Regions from separate parts of the Sus scrofa genome. Here all the other regions are linked to region 3. Evidence: chromatin contacts called from public HiChIP or PLAC-seq data. All regions are on one chromosome and are shown on one strand. The core of a region is the stretch at or near the end of the contact, and the rest is flanking DNA. Distances in the headings are between cores, read along the strand shown.

The links. HiChIP or PLAC-seq counts read pairs in DNA pulled down with a chosen protein or histone mark.
Region 1: a contact with region 3 is called in an H3K27ac HiChIP or PLAC-seq map of alveolar macrophages. The contact joins the promoter of XYLT1 here to the enhancer-like site in region 3. A contact is called at or near these places in 1 of 5 promoter capture datasets (skeletal muscle), 8 of 47 Hi-C or Micro-C datasets (embryonic fibroblasts, fetal heart ventricle, mesenteric adipose tissue and 4 more) and 2 of 2 datasets of contacts at active chromatin or transcription factors (alveolar macrophages and skeletal muscle).
Region 2: a contact with region 3 is called in an H3K27ac HiChIP or PLAC-seq map of alveolar macrophages. The contact joins two enhancer-like sites. A contact is called at or near these places in 4 of 47 Hi-C or Micro-C datasets (psoas muscle, retroperitoneal adipose tissue, skeletal muscle and 1 more) and 2 of 2 datasets of contacts at active chromatin or transcription factors (alveolar macrophages and skeletal muscle).

The regions. Positions count from the first base shown.
Region 1 is chr3:27,491,135-27,494,126 of Sscrofa11.1, reverse strand. It overlaps XYLT1 (xylosyltransferase 1), which reads left to right and starts at 1,498. Exons shown (of 12, transcript XM_021086555.1): 1 at 1,498-1,917. The coding sequence starts at 1,564.
Region 2 is chr3:27,473,825-27,476,761 of Sscrofa11.1, reverse strand. The region is part of intron 1 of XYLT1 (xylosyltransferase 1); the gene reads left to right. Among named protein-coding and RNA genes, the nearest start is that of XYLT1, 17 kb to the left of the region's middle. Within about 2 kb of position 1,546, at least 3 of the 83 cell types and tissues checked have an H3K27ac peak or open chromatin away from gene starts, as enhancers often do. A contact at or near this core is called in alveolar macrophages, where this site is marked.
Region 3 is chr3:27,295,473-27,298,189 of Sscrofa11.1, reverse strand. The region is part of intron 2 of XYLT1 (xylosyltransferase 1); the gene reads left to right. Among named protein-coding and RNA genes, the nearest start is that of XYLT1, 200 kb to the left of the region's middle. Within about 2 kb of position 1,274, at least 9 of the 83 cell types and tissues checked have an H3K27ac peak or open chromatin away from gene starts, as enhancers often do. A contact at or near this core is called in alveolar macrophages, mesenteric adipose tissue, retroperitoneal adipose tissue and 1 more, where this site is marked.

The DNA.
Region 1 (2,992 bases), core at 249-2,748, 200 kb before region 3:
TTCTTCCCTTTAAAATTAGGATGAGGTTTAAAAGCACAGTGGTCAAGATGCAAAGCACTCACCCTGAGTCTCCGATGCATAAGCTGAGGATTTGATCTGCTATTGTATTCTGAGTGTTATGTCCTGTCTGGGACACCTACTCCCTCTATCAGCTCACCATGTGCTCAGGGCTGCTGGGCAAGAGGACACTGGGAGGGAAAGACTAGAAAGACTGAGTCAGAGAAGGCTGGTGATGAAATTTGAGTCCGTTGGGGTTGCCAGCTTAAACCCTCATTGAGAGAGGAAGCTCAGGCCCAGGGAGGAGTTCTCCCTGCTCAAGGTCACCGGACAGTCCAGTCCAGTCCAGCCTCCAGTTTAGGAGGCAAGACCAGTTCTCCCAGGAGCTGAGCCCTTTGCGGGCAGGCAGGCAGGCTTCAGGTCGGAGGTGAAGCAGGACCTAGTGGAAGACTGGGGCAAGACTTTGGGGCTTGCAGCATGTGAAGGATGAGAAACTCCACTGGGTCTCTCCCTTTTCCCACTAGGGCACGTGCTCGCCAACTGGATTTGGAAGTCTCCTGACCCGTTTGTCCTCAGGGATCAAAGAAATGACTCAATGAAGCACTTAGGACATCATTGGCACTAGGGGGTGGGGTATGATTCAGGAGTCATCACTCACGGATTCTTATTTGTGGCCTCCTCCCTGCCCCTTCAAGCCAGGGATCTCGGGATTCAGGGATCCACCGCTTGAGACCCTTCCCTGGCTCTGACACTCCAGACACTTTTTTCGCGTCTCCACCTGCCAAGCAGTCTCTGTGCCCAAAGAAGACACCTGGACCGCAACTCCGGGGCGGGGAGGCGGCTCCACTCAGCTGCCTCGTGCTTGCCTCCCACATGGAAGGCAGGATCTCAGGACCCCTGGAGCTTCCGACCTCCCCTTGATCCTGCGCGGGCCCACCCTCACCCGAAGCTCCTCAGGCTTTTCTGCCCCTGCCCGGCCTTCTCTGCTGCGGGGACTGTCCCCCTCTCCCCCACCCACTCCGGCTCGCGTCCGGGCGGGTGTCGGTCCCCTCCGCTCGCCCCCACCCCCTTCCTCTCCCTCCTGCTTTTTCCTCCGTCGCTCCGCCCCCACGCCCCGCCCCTCTCCGCCGGGGCCCGCGTCCCCCCAGCCCATTCCCCATCCCGCGAGACCCCCTCCCTCAGAAGGGGGTGTGGGGAGGGGGAGCCCCGCGGCCTAGGCCCCCGCCCTCCCCGCGCGCCCCGCCCGAGCGCGCGCGCCCGCCGCCCCCCTCCGCGGCCTCCGGCTCCCCGCCTCCCCGCCTTCCCCTCCTCCTGGTGACGTCCGGGTCCCTGCCCGTCTGAAAACTCCGCGCCGCGGCGGTGGAGGCGGCGGCGGCGGCGGCGGCGGCAGCGGCGGCGGCGGCGGCGGCGGCGGAGGAGGAGCACCGGCGAGCCGAGGAGGCGGCGGCGGCGGCGGCCCGAGCGGGAGCCCAAGCGGCAGCGGCGGCCGCGGGAGCCGCGGGGAGCGCGGGGGCGGCCCGGAGCGCCCGGGGTCCCCGCGCCCCGCTCGCCCGCCGCGCTCCGAAGATGGTGGCGGCGCCGTGCGCCCGGAGGCTGGCCCGGCGTTCGCACTCGGCGCTGCTCGCGGCGCTCACCGTGCTGCTACTGCAGACGCTGGTCGTGTGGAATTTCAGCAGCCTAGACTCCGGGGCCGGGGAGCGCCGCGGGGGCGCAGCGGCTGGCGGCGCGGAGCAGCCGCCCCCGGCCCCGGCCCCGCGCCGAGAGCGCCGGGACCTGCCCGCCGAGCCAGCTGCAGCCCGAGGAGGAGGAGGCGGCGGCGGCGGAGGACGGGGGCCCCCGGCGCGGGCGCGGGGAGGCGGCCCCGGAGCACCCCGCGTGCAGCAGCTGGCCAGCCGGGGGGCACTGGCCTCGCGGGCGCTGGTAAGATGCCCTTTGGGCTCGCGTCCCGGAGGGAAGGAGGGAGATAGGCGGTTGCGACCCCGCGCCCCCCAGCCCTTGAACCTCGCTCAGGAGACTGGGACTCCCCAAGCCTTCTGGCTCCACATCGCTTTCCCCTGGAAACCAGGATGGGGGTCCCAGCTCAGGCTCACGGGCCGAGGGCTGCCCCCTTGGGGTCTGGGGAAGTTATCTCCGGAGGAGGTGCTTTGGGGGGTTACCAGAGCCTGGCTGGGTTCCTGTCTCCCGTCACTCTCCCTCGGCGCCCCGACTTGCTCTGTGCATATGGGTGTTGGTGCCTCCCTCCCGGTCTGAGAGAGTGGCCGTGCCCGGGACCTTCAGCCGCTGCCTGGGCGGTGGTGCTCACTGCATCGCTTGGGTTTTGGCCGAGCTGGGATGTATACCCCTCGGTCCTCTGCTTGCTGCCTAGTTGTCTTTGCCTGGCCTGAGAGGAGGTCCGAGATCAGTGCCCCAAGTCCTCAGTCGTGCCCTGGAATCCAGATTCAGTTTTGGGTGCCTGGTCTTACTCTGGGTCTCCTGTCTAACATCCCTGGATGCCTGAGACGCATGTCTGCCTCTTCCACGTCTAACCTTGCCCTCTCCTCCGCCCTCTCTGACTTTCCTCGCCCTGCGCTCCGGTGTCAGGGCATGGCCGCAATCTGGGTGTTTGTGTCTGGCCCTCTGTCTTGAGTATGGCTAATTCCTGTCACCAGCTGTGTGGCCGATCACAGCATCACGACTTAAGCTCCTGTGGGTTTACTTTGCCCTCCTTGGGTGTGAACAGCACAGACTCTGAAACTGTGCCTTCCGCAGATCTTCTGGGGCCATCTGAGTGGCTTCCTTCCCTGTCCCCAACTTCTCCAGGGTGCCTTTCACACCTTCTGTGGGCCTGGCTTAGCCCACTCTGCTCGGAGCTCGCAGGGTACGTCCCCAGTCTCCACACCCTGTGGGCGTGAGTGTCTGTCTTGAGGGAGAACGATGTGCTGAGTGTCTGTCTGTTATTTTCATCTTCCTGCCTGCCTAACAGAACTTCTCTGGGGCCTTGGGGACATTATACACC
Region 2 (2,937 bases), core at 297-2,796, 180 kb before region 3:
AACGCTGGTCCTTTTCTATTTCCTGTCCCACTTTTGCAGGCAAAGGCACTGACAGGGTTGGGAGAAGAACGTCAGGATTCCCTAAGATCCACCTGTCTTTCAGGTTTGCTTGGCACTGGCTGACAAATGGCTTAATATTCTTTCTGGGGCTTCTCAAAGAACTTTTTCTAGCCAGCCCACCCCACTTTACTGGGGGTAAAGTCCTGTTTGTTTTGAACTTCCCTTCTGGTTGTGCCTTGTGCAATTATCAGGCTTAAGGATTGTCACAAGGGAAGACTTCAGCAGTTGCTTTAGCAGTTCTTTTGGAAGACAGTTGGATTCAATGGTGATGGCATTAGTGGAATCAGAAACCCTGTCTCAGCTCAAATGGAATAGTATATCTGACTCAGTCTTGGGCAGTCTCAGTTTTATTCTTTAAAAAGGGGATGCAGGAGTTCCTGTCGAGATGCAGTGGTTAACGAATCCGACTAGGAACCATGAGGTTGCGGGTTCGGTCCCTGCCCTTGCTCAGTGGGTTAAGGATGCGGCATTGCCGTGAGCTGTGGTGTAGGTTACAGATGCGACTCGGATCCCGTGTTGCTGTGGCTCTGGCGTAGGCCGGAGGCTACAGCTCCGATTTGACCCCTAGCCTGGGAACCTCCATGTGCCGTGGGAGTGGCCCAAGAGATAGCAGAAAGACAAAAATAAATAAATAAATAAATAAAAATAAAAAAATAAAATGGGGATGCAGAGCAATGCCATTTTGGGTATGATTCCTGGGTATGGAATTTCCAGATCAGAGAAATCTAATACTTAAATTCTGGTAGCCCCCCTCCCCACCCCACCCCCCCTAATAGTTTATTTACTTTCTTTGGATGTTATTTTCAAAAAGATAAAACTTTTTTGGTAAGCTTTCTGTGAAACTCTTCACAGAGAGATGTGTGTATGTGTGTGTGTTTATTCTAAGAGATGGCCTTTTCTTTTTAAAGGCTTTTTTTTAAAGATATTCTAAGATGCCCTAATTAAAATTGGTAATTAATTTGTCTCAAAACAAACCTAATGTACTTCAGAAGTAGAAACCTAATAGGCCTCATTCATAAAATAGTAAGATATATTAAAAATTAGCTTCTAAAAGGCTATTGCTTAAAACATTTAAACAAATCACCAAAACTCTTCTAAATAACTCTTAAATCAAAAGAGAAATCAAACATGGAATTTCAGATTGTAGGGTGATTAATGAAAATGAGATTATCTCAAATCAAAACCCATGGGATGAGGCTAAAACTGTGCCCAGAGGAAAATTAATAGCCTATTTTAGAAATACTTTAGCTTTGGACATTAAATATAAAAGATGAAATGATTGAGTTAAAACTCCAATTTTTATTTCAAAAGGTCGTTGAGAACAACAAAGTATGTAGGAAAGGGACTAAGTAGAAATAAAAGCAGAAATTCATGAAACAGGACACAAACACAATAGCAGTTGTTCAACAAGATCCTCTAAGTACTCCACAGCACGTGATGTTAATCTAGTTCCTCCTAGGGTTAGAATCTGTGACTAGCTGCATGTTCCTAACTCCCATTGTTTGTTCAGTGCTTCTTTTGTGGCTACTGAGTGAAGGAAGTGGTAGGTAGCAGGAGGAGCCCCTGAAGTTTCATATGATTTAGGTTGGGTAAGTGGGTCAGGGGAAGTTATCACTTAGCCTGCCCACATCAAGGTAGAGCAAATCTTCTGTGCTTTTGTCCTATTGACCAACTTCCTCTTGCCTTTGAGAATAATTTGGGGAGTTCTCATTGTGGCTCAGTGGTAACCATGAGGTCGTGGGTTCGATCCCTGGCCTCTCTCAATGGGTTAAGGATCTGGTGTTTCCGTGAGCTGTGGTGTAGGTGGAAGATGCTGCTCGGATATGGCTTTGCTGTGGCTGTGGTGGAGGCTGGAAGCTGTGGCTCCAAATCGACCCCTAGCCTGGGAACCTCCATATGCTGCAGGTGCGGCCCTACGAAAAACAACAAATAATTTGGCCGGCGGGGTGTTTTGTTGTCCTGTGTAATACATTGACACTCGTGCAGGTTTGCAAAGAGCCTGGCCCGTCAGCTCTGATGCCTTCCTGGTTCTTGTAAAGCCGGCATTCTCCTGGGCCTAGAGTTGGGCTGGGGACTGGAGGGTGGCCCTTGGGGAACTGGGAAAGGGGCTTCTACCTTGCTAAGCACAGGGCTACTCTCTGGGAGGAATGGGACGCTAACCTCGTGGGCCGGGGATCGGTTTTGACGTGCTCCAAGCAGCATGCATTGCTGATCTGCCATGCATCCTGTGCTGGAAGGATTGCATGCCTGCATTGCTGTAGCTTTATCCAGGCCGTTCACAGACACTTCACTTGCAGTCTTACTGGGGACCTGCTGTGTACCAGGCACTGTGCTAGGAGCAGCGGACAAAACAGTGTCCCAGCCCCGCCTGTAGCTCCCGTCCTGGGAGGACGTGAGCATGTGTAGAGGGGGTCGTCAGGACAGGCTTTTCTGACAAGTGGACATTTAGGCTACAGTGAATAGAAGGGGATTAGGCAGGGATTGGAGGAAGAGGGGGACAGTGTGACCGACAGGATGAAGGGCATAGAACGTCAGCTGGGGAGGGACAAGAGCCGGGGCCGCTGTAAAGCGCTCTCCTGTGTAAGGGGCCCTGCAACCCCTTCAGCGTATTCATCAGCCCCGTTTGCCTAAAGCCTGAAATGTTGACTGGCGTAGACGTTACATGATGTGGAGGGGGACCTGGACAGACAAAAACAGTTTCCTGTTGCTTGTCCAAAACCGTTCTGCCTCCGATGGTCTTTTTTTTTTTTTGTCTTTTTGTCTTTTGTTGTTGTCGTTGTTGCTATTTCTTGGGCCGCTCCCGCGGCACATGGAGGTTCCCAGGCTAGGGGTCGAATCGGAGTTGTAGCCACCGGCCTACGCCAGAGCCACAGCAAC
Region 3 (2,717 bases), core at 25-2,524:
TTTTTTTTTTTTTTTGTCTTTTTACAGCCACACCTGTGGCAATGGAAGTTCCCAGGATAGGGGTTGCATAGGAGCTGCAGCTGCCAGCCTACACCGCAGCTCATGGCAATGCCAGATGCGAGCCGTATCTGCAACCTATGTCACAGCTCACAGCAACGCCAGATCCTTAACCCACTGAGGGAGGCCAGGGATCGAATCTGCATCCTCACAGACATTATGTCGGGTTCTTAACCCACTGAGCCACAACAGGGACTCCATAGAAGTGGGGAATTTTTAATCGACGAGCATAAAGTCTCCATTCTGCAGGATGATTACCTTCTGGACCTCTTCTGTACAACATCGCACCTGTAGGTAGCTATGATACTGTATTGTGCACTTAAAGTTTGTTAAGGAGTTCCCTTGTGGTACCACAGATTAAGGATCTGGCGTGGTCAGTGCTGTGGCACAGGTTTGATCCCTGGCCCAGGAACTTCCATATGCTGAGGGGACAGCCGAAAAAATAGAGAGAGAGAGAGTTTGTGAAGAGGGTATAGAGCTCATGTTAAGTGTTCTTACCTCAATAAAATAAAATGTACCAAAGAGAAAGAAAACTCGGGGAGGGGAGTTCCTGTTGTGGCTCAGTGGGTTAAGAACCTAAGATCCATGAGGATATGGGGTTGATCCCTGGCCTCGCTCAGTGGGTTAAGGATCTGGCATTGCCATGAGCTGTGGCGTAGGTCGCAGATATGGCTCGGATCCCACATGGCTGTGGCTGTGGCTGTGGTGTAGGCTGGCAGCTACAGCTTCGATTTGACCCCTAGCTTGGGAACCTCCATATACTGCATGTATGGCCCTAAAAAGAAGAAAGAAAAAAAGAAAAGAAAAGAAAACTCCTGGAGAAAGGGGTAGAAGAACTCATCAGCTGCTGGAGAAAACAGCCCCAACTCAGCAGGACAAGTGCTCTCGGGCCTCTGAGTGATGCCCAATTCTTACTGACTCTGACTTTTCTGGAAGCTGTCTCACATGTGGGCGCTCGTCATTCCAGAAGACAAAGTATTTCCCTTCCCTCTTCTACGTGAATCCTTTGATTTCCCGTGGGAGCTGAGTGGCATCTGGGGCTGGGCACTTGGCCAGGGGCCCTAGCGAGCTCACCATCCCCGAGGTGGGGGCGTCTCTGTGTAGACGACGCTTGTTAATCAGGCGGCGTGTTGGAATTGATACGATGGCGCCTGGTCCTGATAGCACAAATCAGCCAGAGGAACGGGCCATTCTCTGACGGCCAGATGAGTGTCGTTGATTGCAGCGTTTCCTGTGTCTGGTTTTGCTTGGAGAAGTTCTGCCAGAAAGTGGTGAAGAACATGCCTTTCTGAAACCAGTGGTTTATGGAGGTTTTCTGTTCTGGGGACAGACTGGTCAGTTCACAAGAAAAGAGAACAACCCAAGAATCGTACTTAGGACGTGTCTGATGAAAGGACGTGGATGGCTACGAGGGCAGAGGCCCTTCTGCTCACTCTCCGCCTCTCAATAACTTCTTGCAAACGGGCTTAGGAACAGCATTTAAATTCATGTTCTCAGGCAAGCAGGAGTCATCCAGCTGATTTTCCGACTGTTAGAGGCACACGATAATAATAATAAATTGACTCCTGTACCTTAGGACAGCTGGGAGGAAGGAGGCAGGTCAGGCAGGCTCCTATATTAATCAGGATGAGCTTGACCATGCTACTATGACAAAGATGCCCCAGACCTCGGTGACAGAAAGCAAGAGGTTTATTCTGCCCGTGTCTGTGGTTTCTCTTCCACCCCGGCCTCACTTGGGGATGCAAGGCCTTCACCGTCAGGAGGGTGGCTGGCTGCTTCGGGGGAAGGAGGGATGTGTCCGACCAGGTCCCGGCCCCGGGCGCTTGTCTTGGCCGCAGCAAGTTGCTCAGCTGTGCCTAATTTTCAGGGAATGGAAAGTACAGTCGTGTCATGTGCTTGGAAGGAAGAGAACTGGAATCTCTGTCAAGAGCTTGATTGAATGCCATCCCCTCACTCGGCTCCGTCCCAACCTAGGCTACTCCAAGCAAAGAGAGAGATACCACACCCCCTCGCCCGTGGAGAAGGGGGGGCTAAAGGCTTCTCCGTTGACTTCTCAGCAAGTTTTATTAATTTAGCTTTACAGGGCCACACCCAAGGCAGATGGAAGTTCCCAGGCTAGGGGTCGAGTCAGAGCTACAGCTACAACTGCCCACCTACGCCAGAGCCACAGCAACGCAGGATCCGAGCCTCATCTGCGACCTACACCACAGCTCACGGCAACGCTGGATTCTTAACCCACTGAGGGCAGGGATCGAACCCGAGTTCTCATGGGTACTAGTCAGATTCATTGCCACTGCGCCACAATGACAAGTCCTACAGCAAGTTTTAGAATCAGGCAGGTGCAAGTCCACGGCCTCCCCTAGATGACATTGGGCAAAGCACTGAACATCCCCAAGCTTTTCCCCCTCTTTTGTAAGATGGGGAACTAATAGTCCTTGCCTTGAAAGTTGTTTCGAAAGGTTAAAGGAGATATAAGGGCAAGAATGAAAGCAGTACCTCCTTACGGGCTGATCGTCAGTGTCCAGTGAGTCATCATTTGCATATCATGCCTGGCAAACAGCGAGTGCTCAGAAAATTTGCCTGAAAGGCTGCTTGGGGAGTCTTCAAGGGCCTCTGGACAAAAAGAAGGGAAAAGAGGAATATTAGTGGAGTTTGGGTTA